Regions from separate parts of the Mus musculus genome. Here regions 1 and 3 are each linked to region 2. Evidence: chromatin contacts called from public Hi-C data. All regions are on one chromosome and are shown on one strand. Each heading gives the region's core, a stretch centred on a gene start, on an enhancer-like site or on the middle of the called end of the contact. The rest is flanking DNA. Distances are from core to core; before and after follow the strand shown.

Region 1 (3,719 bases), core at 231-2,730, 77 kb after region 2:
TAGTGATACACACCTTTAATCTGGGCCATACCTTCTGCTGGAGGACTACATAAGGACATTGGAAGAAGGAAGGTTTACTCTTCTTCGCCTGCTTGCACTTACTTGCCAGTACATCTGCTGGAACCTGCTTCTTCAGGATGCCAGCTTATACAGAAGACCAGCTGAAACACCTAGCCTCATGGGACTGAGCAACACAGCTGCCCATTGTTGGGTTAATTGGACTGTAAGTCATTCCAATAATTTCCCTTAATATATTGAGACATTCCATAAGTTTTGTGACTCTAGAAAACCCTGACTAATACACCATACCCATACCCAAAGTGTAGAATATTGAGAAAGAATGTTTAGTACTGAGTTAATAAAGTTGATTTCAGTATTGTGGTAAAGATTGTGGTGAAAGTTAAATAGAATAATAATGAGCCTGGGGCCATCAATGGATCAGCAATTCTTTTATTTTTAAGAAGGATAAGAATAGACATGCATATTTGAAGATCTGGGTGGTAGATATGTGTTCCTACACCACTTTGTTGTTGTTGTTGTTGTTGTTGTTGTTGTTGTTGTTTTCAAGACAGGGTTTCTCTGTGCAGTCCTGGTTGTCCTGGAACTCACTCTGTAGACCAGGCTGGTCTTGAACTCAGAAATCTGCCTGCCTCTGCCTCCCAAGTGCTGGGATCAAAGGCGTGCGCCATCACTGCCTGGCCCTACGCTACTTTCTGTTCTTGCCTGAACATAATAGACTAATTCACATTTTCTGTCTTCTCCCTTTAGGCAGGACCTCATATGACCCAAACTGGTCTTGAACTTCAAGGATGACCTTGAACTACAGATCATTCTGCTTCTTCCTCTGAGTTCTGGGATTATAGACATGCATTATTATGCTCAGTGTATGCTGACTGGGATGAGACTCAAGGCCTCATTATGCTAGGTGAACACTCTGCTAAGCTACAACCCTGAACCTCTCTCATTTACTAAAAAAGTCACGATGAAAATTTGTTCCATTGCACTCTTTTGTTTGTTTGTGACTGTACCTTACTATGTAGCCCATGATAGCCCCAAACTCACTCTCTTCTATTCTCAGTCTTCAGAGGGCTGGGATTATAGGTCTGTGCCACCACATCCAGCCTGGTGTGCAAATGGTTTTGTGTTGTTATTGGGGTTTTTTTTTTTTGTCTCTGTCTCTCTCTTTCCCTCCCTTCCTCCCTCTCAGTCTCCATCCCCTCCTCTCTCTGTTTCTGCCCCCCCCTCCTTGAACTATTGATATCTTACAAAGACAGCAATAAAACAGTTTTGGAAGTGAAAGAAGACACACGAAATGTGGAGCTGAGAGATACAGATCGTATTTAACAGAACAGGAAGCAAAGCTGATTATTACAGAAGTTACAAAAACTGAAGTGAGTTTCCTAAAACATCAATAGGGGAACTAAAAGCAGCCGAGCCTGTGGTGGTGAAGGGGTGGGGGGTGTAAGTGAACTGAGTTCTCCTCTAACAGACCGGGAAGGAAGTCTTAATCAGATAACACCTCATCTCGATAAATAAAGAAGTGGCAATCGCAATTGTGTAGATGTATTGCTAGCGATAGGGAAGCAACCGCCTGGATGGATTAAACACTGTAGATGGTAAAAAGTCAGGCTCTGCTCCAAGGTTTAAGTGGAAGGAAGAGTGTGGATTGAAGACAGGAGGGAGCTGCAGTACCCTACCTTTCACAGTGAGCTCTTCAGCACCAAGCTTTTGCCGTGATGGAAACAAGGTCTCACTGTGTAACCCTGGCTAGCCTAAAAGTCACTATGTAGACCAGACTGGCCTAGAACTCACAGACAGGCACCTATCTCTGCCTCCCCAGTCCTACGATTAAAGGAATGTACCACCACACCTAGTCAAGGACATTTTTATAACCATGTGTCCATATGACTTTGACAACGGCTTGTCAAAAAAATAGATAGTGAAAACTGTAGAGTGGAAAATTAAACATTTTTTTAAAAATTTAAGAATTAAACAATTTTTAAAAACTGTAAAAGAAAAGAAGAAGGCTGGCGATATGGATCAGTAGGTAAACTGCTTTCAACACAGCATGAGTTTGATCTCCCAGAACCCATGTTTAAAAAAACAAAAACAAAAACAAAAACAAAAACAAAAACAAAAACCAGTGTTGGTCAACTGGCACTTGCTGCCAACCCGAGTTTAATCCCCAGGACACACATAGAAGAAGGAGAAAAACAGCTCCTCCAAGTTACCCCCAGACTTCCCTATATGCCCCATGGCATACAGTGCTCCCACATAATAAATAAATTAAAATGTAATAATAAGAAAAGTCAGGTGGTGCGTTGCACTCTTGCACTGGGGACATAGAGATGGGAGGATTCCTGGGGCTGGCTGGCCAGCCAGTGCCATGGAATTGGTCTACTCAGGTTTAGTGAATGACCTTGTTTCAAATGCTAAGGTGGACAGTGGCCGAGACAGAACCATCAAGGCCAGCCTCTGGCCTCTACCCGCATACACAAACATATGCGTCCTGTCTTCAATCCACACATGCACACATATGAAAAAAGGAAAAAAAAAAAAAAAAACATGAGGATGTGGTTAGTGATAGAGCCTCTGCCCAGCACATATGAGATCTGGCTCATCCCCAGCACCACAGAGGGGAATGTGTTTTTTCCTGTAGTGTAATAGGCCAATCAGACTTAAGAAACCATATCTATGCAGTATTCTGATGAAGTCACTTCTTGACCTATGTTGCATGCTGACTGACAAATTATTTACCCCTTTTCTGTAGCCTGTTACTAACCTATCTGCTTTCCTTTCTGTTTCTTTTTCACTCAATGTTTTCACTTTGCAAACGCTGTAGAGACGATTCCTCCCCAAACCTGAAGATGATGCGGTCACGTGGGGGAACACTTCTTTCTGATAGACTGTTAGGTGAAACAGGGTAGTCTTCCAGAATCAACTGGGTTTCAAGTGTGTCTGAGATAAATACACCGAGAGGGGAGTGGACACTGGGGATTGTGAAGTAACTGCTGTGTGTTAGTGTTTGCTTGGGAAATGGCAACCTGGGGGAGTCAGCTCCGGTGTGGGTCCTGGGAATTGAACTCAGGCCATCAGGTTTGGCAGCAAGCACCTTTATGCACTGAGCCATCTTCAAGCACTTTTAGTCTTTCTCACTCAGTTAATCATTCATTCATTCAGTTTATTATGACGCTGGGAATAAAACCCAGTGCCTCCTGCATCACTAGGTTAACTCTTTGTTAGCAACCTACATCCCTAGCTCCAGTCTGTCTTCTTACTCCCCCCAAAACACTCTTTCTTTTCTCACAGACTCTGAACTGTAAAACTATTCACAGTTCAATCTATTTTCTTTATAATTTGGGTTTTGTGTGACAATTAGAAAGGTCACCATCATGCTGACTCCTGGAGGACTTCTGAGACAATTTAGTGGGTAAAACTCTCAATGCACAAGCAAGAAGACCAGTGTTAGGATCTCCAGAGCCTACAAAAACAAAACAAAACAAAACAAAACCAAAAAACAAAAACAAAAAAAACACCCTATGCCCAGTATTTCAGAACCACAATCCCAGCACTCCTACAAAAAGGTGGAAAGTGGAAACAGGTGAATTCCAAGGAGCTCTCCTGCTACCCAAATCTGGCATGTATATAGGCAAACAATCCCAGCACTTGGGAGGCAGAGGCAGGTGGATTTCTGAGTTCGAGGCCAGCCTGGTCTACAG
Region 2 (3,348 bases), core at 659-3,158:
TTCTGTCTGGTCCTAGTCTAAGCATATGGTTTTTGTTTTGTTTTGTTTATTTCCTGCTCAATATTTTTTATTGCTTAAGTGTGTATTCAAACATGTCAGCTTTAACATGTCAGCATTAAACAATCACAGTCTTTATAGAGAAGAGAAAGTAAGTGTTGGGAGGGAGCACTGTGCTTAACCCGCAATGCCCCCTCGAGCAAAGGCCCTTTGTATCTCAGAACAAACAAAACGTTTTACTATTAACACACTGCAAGGGGTTGTTTGTGTTGGTCTGGAGGGGTCTAAACCAAAATGGAGAGCACAAGAGACAGCTATTCACAGAACTCAGGCTAGAATGTGTAGTTCATAATTCTGCGTAGAATCGGATTTTGTGAGCATAGTATATAGTACTTACAAAATTTAGATGAAAACATTCTTCTAAAAATTATGTGTATGTTTGAGCCACAGTGTACATGAGGTCAGAGGACCACTTACACGAGTTGGTTGTCTTCTTCAAACCAGGGCTTAAAATCTAGGTCACCAGGCTGGACACCAAGAGCCTCCACTAGCTGAGCCATCTCGATAGTCCTAAATAGAGAGTGTGCCTGAGGTGCAGAGATGGCTCAGCAGTTACAATGCACAGGTCCTGAGCACCATAGCATACACCTTAAAACCACCTTTAACACCAGCCACAGGGGCTTTGACACCTCCTCTGGCTTTCATGGGCGCGCGCGCTCTCTCTCTCTCTCCTCACACACACACACACACACACACACACACACAGAGTATATATACATGTATACATAAGCACACAATCTCTCTCCCCCCCCCCCGTCTCTCTCTCTCTCTCTCTCTGTTTCTCTCTCTCTCTCTCTCTCTCTCTCTCTCTAACACACAGGGTTTCTTTGTATAGCCCTGGCTGTTCTGGAACTCACTGTCGACCAGGCTGACCATTTCTGACTCAGAAATCCGCCTGCCTCTGCCTCCCAAGTGCTGGGATTAAAGGCGTGCGCCACCACTGCCAGGCTTGGGAGAACATTCTTAACAATCTTTAAGTTGCAGATGGAAAAATCACATTGCTTTGTTCACTATCATATGTCCAGCAACTGGAAAAGTGTTTGTTACCTTAGACATTCCAAATGATAACCAATAAATCTCACTGTGTAACATGATAAGAACCTTAAGAACACTTCCATTTTCACTGAAATTATATACCCTTCAGATAAGAGGAGACAATATTCGGGTAACTAAGTTTACTTACTTTTGGTTTGCAGCACAGAGAACAGCAGTGGCAGGCAGATGAGAGGACTAAGCTCAGTAGCTGGCAGAAGGGGATGACTAAGCTCAGCAGCTGGCAGAAGGGGGTGACTAAGTTCAGCAGCTGGCAGAAGGGGGTGACTAAGCTCAGCAGCTGGCAGGAGGGGGTGACTAAGCTCAGCAGCTGGCAGAAGGGGGTGACTAAGCTCAGCAGCTGGCAGAAGGGGGTGACTAAGCTCAGTAGCTGGTAGAAGGGGATGACTAACCTCAGCAGCTGGCAGAAGGGGGTGACTAAGTTCAGCAGCTGGCAGAAGGGGGTGACTAAGCTCAGTAGCTGGTAGAAGGGGATGACTAACCTCAGCAGCTGGCAGAAGGGAATGACTAAGCTCAGCAGCTGGCAGAAGGGGATGACTAACCTCAGCAGCTGGCAGAAGGGGATGACTACCCTCAGCAGCTGGCAGAAGGGGATGACTAACCTCAGCAGCTGGCAGAACGGGGTGACTAAGTTCAGCAGCTGGCAGGAGAGACTACCCTCAGCAGCTGGCAGGAGGGACTAAGCCCAGCAGCTGGCAAAGGCAGGGGAGGGGACTAAGCTCAGCATCTGGCAGGAGAGACTAACCTCAGCATCTGGCAGAACGGGGTGACTAAGCTCAGCAGCTGGCAGAAGGGAATGACTAAGCTCAGCAGCTGGCAGAAGGGAATGACTAAGCTCAGCAGCTGGCAGAAGGGGATGACTAACCTCAGCAGCTGGCAGAAGGGGATGACTAACCTCAGCAGCTGGCAGAACGGGGTGACTAAGTTCAGCAGCTGGCAGGAGAGACTACCCTCAGCAGCTGGCAGGAGGGACTAAGCCCAGCAGCTGGCAAAGGCAGGGGAGGGGACTAAGCTCAGCAGCTGGCAGGAGAGACTAACCTCAGTAGCTGGCAGAACGGGGTGACTAAGCTCAGCAGCTATAGCTGCCACTCCTACCTCCTGGCATACACTGTGTAAAAAGTAATTTCTTGTGAAATGGGTTGAAGACAAGTAGCTACCCCATTGTATAACAGAATCCAAGCCATGGAGACAATGCAGTGGGTAAGGGTGCTTGCCATCAAACGTGAGGACAAGTTTGAATCCCTAGAGCCCGCCAGATGCAGTAATATCAGTACTATTAACACTCACTTGGGAGAGGTGGGAAACAGAAACAGAAGAGCCCCTGGAAAAAGCTCTTAAACTAGCCCAGAGTGGCAAAGCATAGAAGTCTCAAACAAGGTGAAGAATGAGGACTAACATTTGTAGTTGTCCTCTGACCTCCATGATGACACACACAGACCATTGCACAGGCCCTCAGACTCATGTACACACACAAGCATGTATACATTATATAAACATACACAAAGATGAAAAATAGGGAGTGTGGGATCCTAACGGTTGAATGAAAAGGCAATGGGCTTAGGAACTCATTTCCTACTCAGATAAAAGCATTTAAGTCCATTTACTCATGCTTCCAGTGCCCCCAAGCAAGGCCAGCTTCAATTTCATGAGAAGTAAGTACAAAGAGAGAGAGCTGCTCAGACCAAATGTGAATGAGAGCTGTGGTGGTTCAGTGTTCCAACATCATGATACAATTCAGAATGATGGGTGCCACAGCCTATGAAACACGCATGCGTGTGCGCACATGCCTTCGGTTCTCCTGACTGGACAGGATGCGACCAGCTTCTTCAGGTTCCTGCCTGCCACACTGACATCCCTACAACAGCGCCATGGAAACTGTGAGCCAAATACACCCTTCCTTCCTATAACTGTATTCTCCAGGGTATTTTATGACTCTAACAGGAAATGGAATGAAGACAAGAGCTGATATGTTTTCACCTGATAGTCTTGAAAAGGATAAAATTTAAGGCAGATTTTAAGAACATAAAGTACCAAATAAATGACCTATTTAAGAACAGATATAACCCAGAGAATTTCTTTAAAATAGGCTCGAAAGTGATACGTCAGAGATAACCTCTGAACACTGTCCTGCTATGGCCTCGAAGCTGAGCACAAAGCTTGGACCATCGTAGGGAGTCAGAATAGGTCTTTGGGAGATGGAGAGATGATTTGGTGAGTAAAAGCACCCACGGAAATACC
Region 3 (3,376 bases), core at 798-3,297, 100 kb after region 2:
TTGGGTGGAATATTCCTTACAGAGAATTTTAATTTGATTTGATTTGTGATGATGATGATGATGGTGTGTGTGTGTCTCTGTGACATGCCATGGCATGTATGAGGAAGTCAGAGGACTCCAGAAAGAGTTGGCTTTCTTCTCCTACCATGTGGGTTAGGATCAAATTCAAGCTTGACAACAGACACTTTTACCTACCAGCCTTTCTTTCTTTCCTTTTTTTTTTCTCAAGACAGGGTTTCTCTGTATAGCCCTGGCTATCCTGGAACTCACTTTGTAGACCAGGCTGGCTTTGAACTCAGAAATCCTCCTGTCTCTGCCTCCCGAGTGCTGGGATTAAAGGTGTGCACCACTACACCCGGCCTTATGAGCCTTTCTTACTGAAAAATTTGTAAGACAAAACTAAACTCTGATTATTTTTACCCTTTTTTCTGGTTTAGATATTTTATAATATATGTGTTATATATTCTATATGATACAGACATAATATATAACACATACACACATACATAATATTCATATTCATAATATATGTATTATATATATATATATATATATATATATATATATATTGCTCAGTGTTTTGACTTTTTCTTTTCACCAATTCTGTATCATTCCTTGATTTTTTAAAAAGTGCCCAGAGCTTCACTAGGCACCTCTGTGTTGTCCTTAGAAACAACCCTGTGTGCCTCTTAGTGTTACGTTGGTAGATAACACTCTGTAGCTCCGACTTCTCTACTGACCTCCCTTCCTAGGTTTTCTAACTTACATTTTAGTGTGCCAATGTTAATGTGGCCCAGAGCTAATTTTACCATGCCTCACTCTGCTCAGTAGAGTCTGTTGCTCCTAACTCACCCTGCACCATAGATTTCTCAGACAAGGATCTTTGAAAACTCAGACCCTCTGGCGAGTGGCTGTTTCCTTCACAGTGGTGGCCTTTGCTCTGATTACAGAGCCTGAGGAGGACCAGGTGTGCAGGCAACAGGAGTAATGGCAGTCAGCAAACTCTTCATAAATAACTGTGCGACTTTGACCTCTAAGCCCACAGTCCTTCCAGCCACTTAGCCCTGCAACATTCTCCCAATCAATTGACTTCCTTCTGTTTCTGATGTGACTAATTCTTTTGGCTCCTAACAAAGCACGGCAGCAGGAAGCCAGTGGATTTGACAGTTAAACTGTAACTAATCCCATGAAGGTGTGAGGAAGCCTGTATGAGAGGTGAAATACTTTCCACTGAACAAGAACAAACAGAGTGTGTGTGTGTATAGTATGACTCTGTGTATGTGGTGTGGTGTGGTATGGTGTGGTGTGTATGTATATATGTATGTGTGTGGTGTGTATGTTTCTGTATGTGGGATGTGTTTATATACATAATCTGTAAGTGTAGTGTAGGGTGTGTGTATCTGTGTATCATCTCTGTGGTGTACAATTCATTATGGGACTTACTGATGAAAGGCTGTTCTAGTTAACAAGAAGGCCAATTGGATCTCCACAATTTGAGCCAAAAAGATATATATATATATCAGGACAAAAGTGGGTTCCTCTTAGCTGACTGTACATGTCTTGTCTTGAGCTACCATCAGAACCAGGCCTCGTGGCAAAGCTCCACACACCACTGGAATACCTCCATCCATTTGATGGGGAAAGACACAGAAAAAAATTCAGAGTTATTCTGGGTAGCCATGATGCTCAAAATTCAGGGTGGCAACACTTTGGTCAAAGGAGCACATGGAAATGCTGTTGACTAGGTATAGTGCTTGAAGCCAGAACAAAGGCTACACGCCATTTTCAAAATAAAAGACACAGTAGTACTATAAATCTATCCAAGAATCTATGCCAGCTGAGAAGATCTAAATTTGTGTGTCTAAACCAGTGGAATACAGGAATGCAGTTCCTACAGCCCATAAGAAGAGTTTCTTCATGTAGTGGACGGTGGTTAGCACAGAAACTCACAACTGGAGAAATTGCAGGGACTAAATGTCTGTGGAATGTACAGCTATAAACAGGACATCACCTCACACCTCCTACCTCTAAGGCACAGGGGCCATCACTGAAGAGGGGGAGCAAAGATAGGAAGAACCAGAGGTCAGGGAGGACCAAAGTTAAACGGTGACGTCAGGACATGACAAAACTGCTGCACTTGTGAGCAAAAGGAGCTGAGGTCATCTGCACAAAATCAAACTAGTCACCATTCCAGCTTTGAAGGAGGAGTGGCCTCACCCCTAGCTGAGGAACTATTGATGGGCGATGGCTTCTGGGGGGTCAAGAGTTAATTTTCTATAAGGGCATGGCCCATGATAAGTTGTTCACACTCTTGTCCATGGCCCTACCAATGAACACATGGGCAGCACAAATTAAACTTGAGTATTAAAAAAAGGGCACAATATTGTGAATGGGGTGTGAAATAGATCTGGGAGGATTTAGGGAGAGTCTGACAAGTGAATGTGTTCAGAACACATTGTACACAAATATATTAAAAATACGAACAGAAGAAGGAAAAAGGCAGGCTAAGGAATTTCTAGTAGATAGTTGTGAAGGAAGCTGGAACTGTGTGCCTGCCAGCATCTTTTCACTCATATACTCCTATATTCAGGACTTGAGCCATTGAGATTCAGCCTCAGACCTACCATGCACTTCTACATTCTCACATCGCTGAGGTGGACACAGTCACATGTCCCTTTCTTGGTGACAAAGATGGCACAAGGGTTGGCTGTACCTATCACTTGTCCAGTGAATGAACTAGATTCTTCGAGAAGTGAAGGAGAAGCAGAGGTCAGAAGGAAGTCCAAAGCGTTTGTGAAGCGGTGGAGATTCAACAGATGGCCTGGATGCCACAGCTCTCTTATCTCTGTGTGCTGGAGTCTTGAGCCAGCTGACAGGCAAGAATTCCAACATGATTAAATTCTGCTATGGGGCGGTAGTGAAACATGTCTTTAACTCCCAACCCTTGAGGGGCAGAGGAAGGTGGATCTCTGGGAGTTCAAGGCCAGCCTAGTTTGCAGAGTTAGTTTCAGGACAGCCAAGGCTACATAAAAAAATCAAACCAAAATAACAACAACAAAACCCAAACCTGTCTTGGAAAAAAAAAATCTGCTATGAAGGTTGCCTATTGTTCTAGTTTGCTGTCTGTTGCTGTGATAAATACCATGGCTGAAAACATCTTGGAAAATGGGGTTTGTTTCATATTACAGGTGAGGTGGTTCATTGTCAGGTCAGGAACAGATAGTGGGAACTGGAGCAGAGACCCTGAAGTCACTGCTTCCTGCCTTCCACCCAGGCTCCAGTTCACACACCTTCCTTCTACAGCTCGGGACCACCTGTCCAGGAACCATACTGTTCACAATGGGCTGGGTTCTCCTACATCGACTGGCAATCAAGA

The links. A called contact is a pair of places that touch in the nucleus more often than the background predicts.
Region 1: a Hi-C map of bone marrow-derived macrophages shows a contact between it and region 2, with 2.1 times the contacts expected there. The contact joins two enhancer-like sites. A contact is called at or near these places in 1 of 15 datasets of contacts at CTCF or cohesin (CD8 T cells), 4 of 484 Hi-C or Micro-C datasets (the Ba/F3 cell line, CD8 T cells, bone marrow-derived macrophages and 1 more), 3 of 115 datasets of contacts at active chromatin or transcription factors (CD8 T cells, bone marrow-derived macrophages and double positive thymocytes) and 3 of 9 other capture datasets (adipose tissue, liver and pancreatic islet).
Region 3: a Hi-C map of female germline stem cell-derived STRA8 germ cells shows a contact between it and region 2, with 2.9 times the contacts expected there. The contact joins two enhancer-like sites. A contact is called at or near these places in 17 of 484 Hi-C or Micro-C datasets (8-cell embryo, B cells, the Ba/F3 cell line and 13 more), 2 of 115 datasets of contacts at active chromatin or transcription factors (CD8 T cells and bone marrow-derived macrophages) and 3 of 9 other capture datasets (adipose tissue, liver and pancreatic islet).

The regions. Positions count from the first base shown.
Region 1 is chr1:125,465,386-125,469,104 of GRCm38.p6, forward strand. No RefSeq gene overlaps it. Among named protein-coding and RNA genes, the nearest start is that of Actr3, 32 kb to the left of the region's middle. Within about 2 kb of position 1,481, at least 112 of the 459 cell types and tissues checked have an H3K27ac peak or open chromatin away from gene starts, as enhancers often do. A contact at or near this core is called in bone marrow-derived macrophages, where this site is marked.
Region 2 is chr1:125,388,438-125,391,785 of GRCm38.p6, forward strand. No RefSeq gene overlaps it. Among named protein-coding and RNA genes, the nearest start is that of Actr3, 46 kb to the right of the region's middle. Within about 2 kb of position 1,909, at least 32 of the 459 cell types and tissues checked have an H3K27ac peak or open chromatin away from gene starts, as enhancers often do. A contact at or near this core is called in bone marrow-derived macrophages and pancreatic islet, where this site is marked.
Region 3 is chr1:125,488,389-125,491,764 of GRCm38.p6, forward strand. No RefSeq gene overlaps it. Among named protein-coding and RNA genes, the nearest start is that of Actr3, 54 kb to the left of the region's middle. Within about 2 kb of position 2,048, at least 37 of the 459 cell types and tissues checked have an H3K27ac peak or open chromatin away from gene starts, as enhancers often do. A contact at or near this core is called in pancreatic islet, where this site is marked.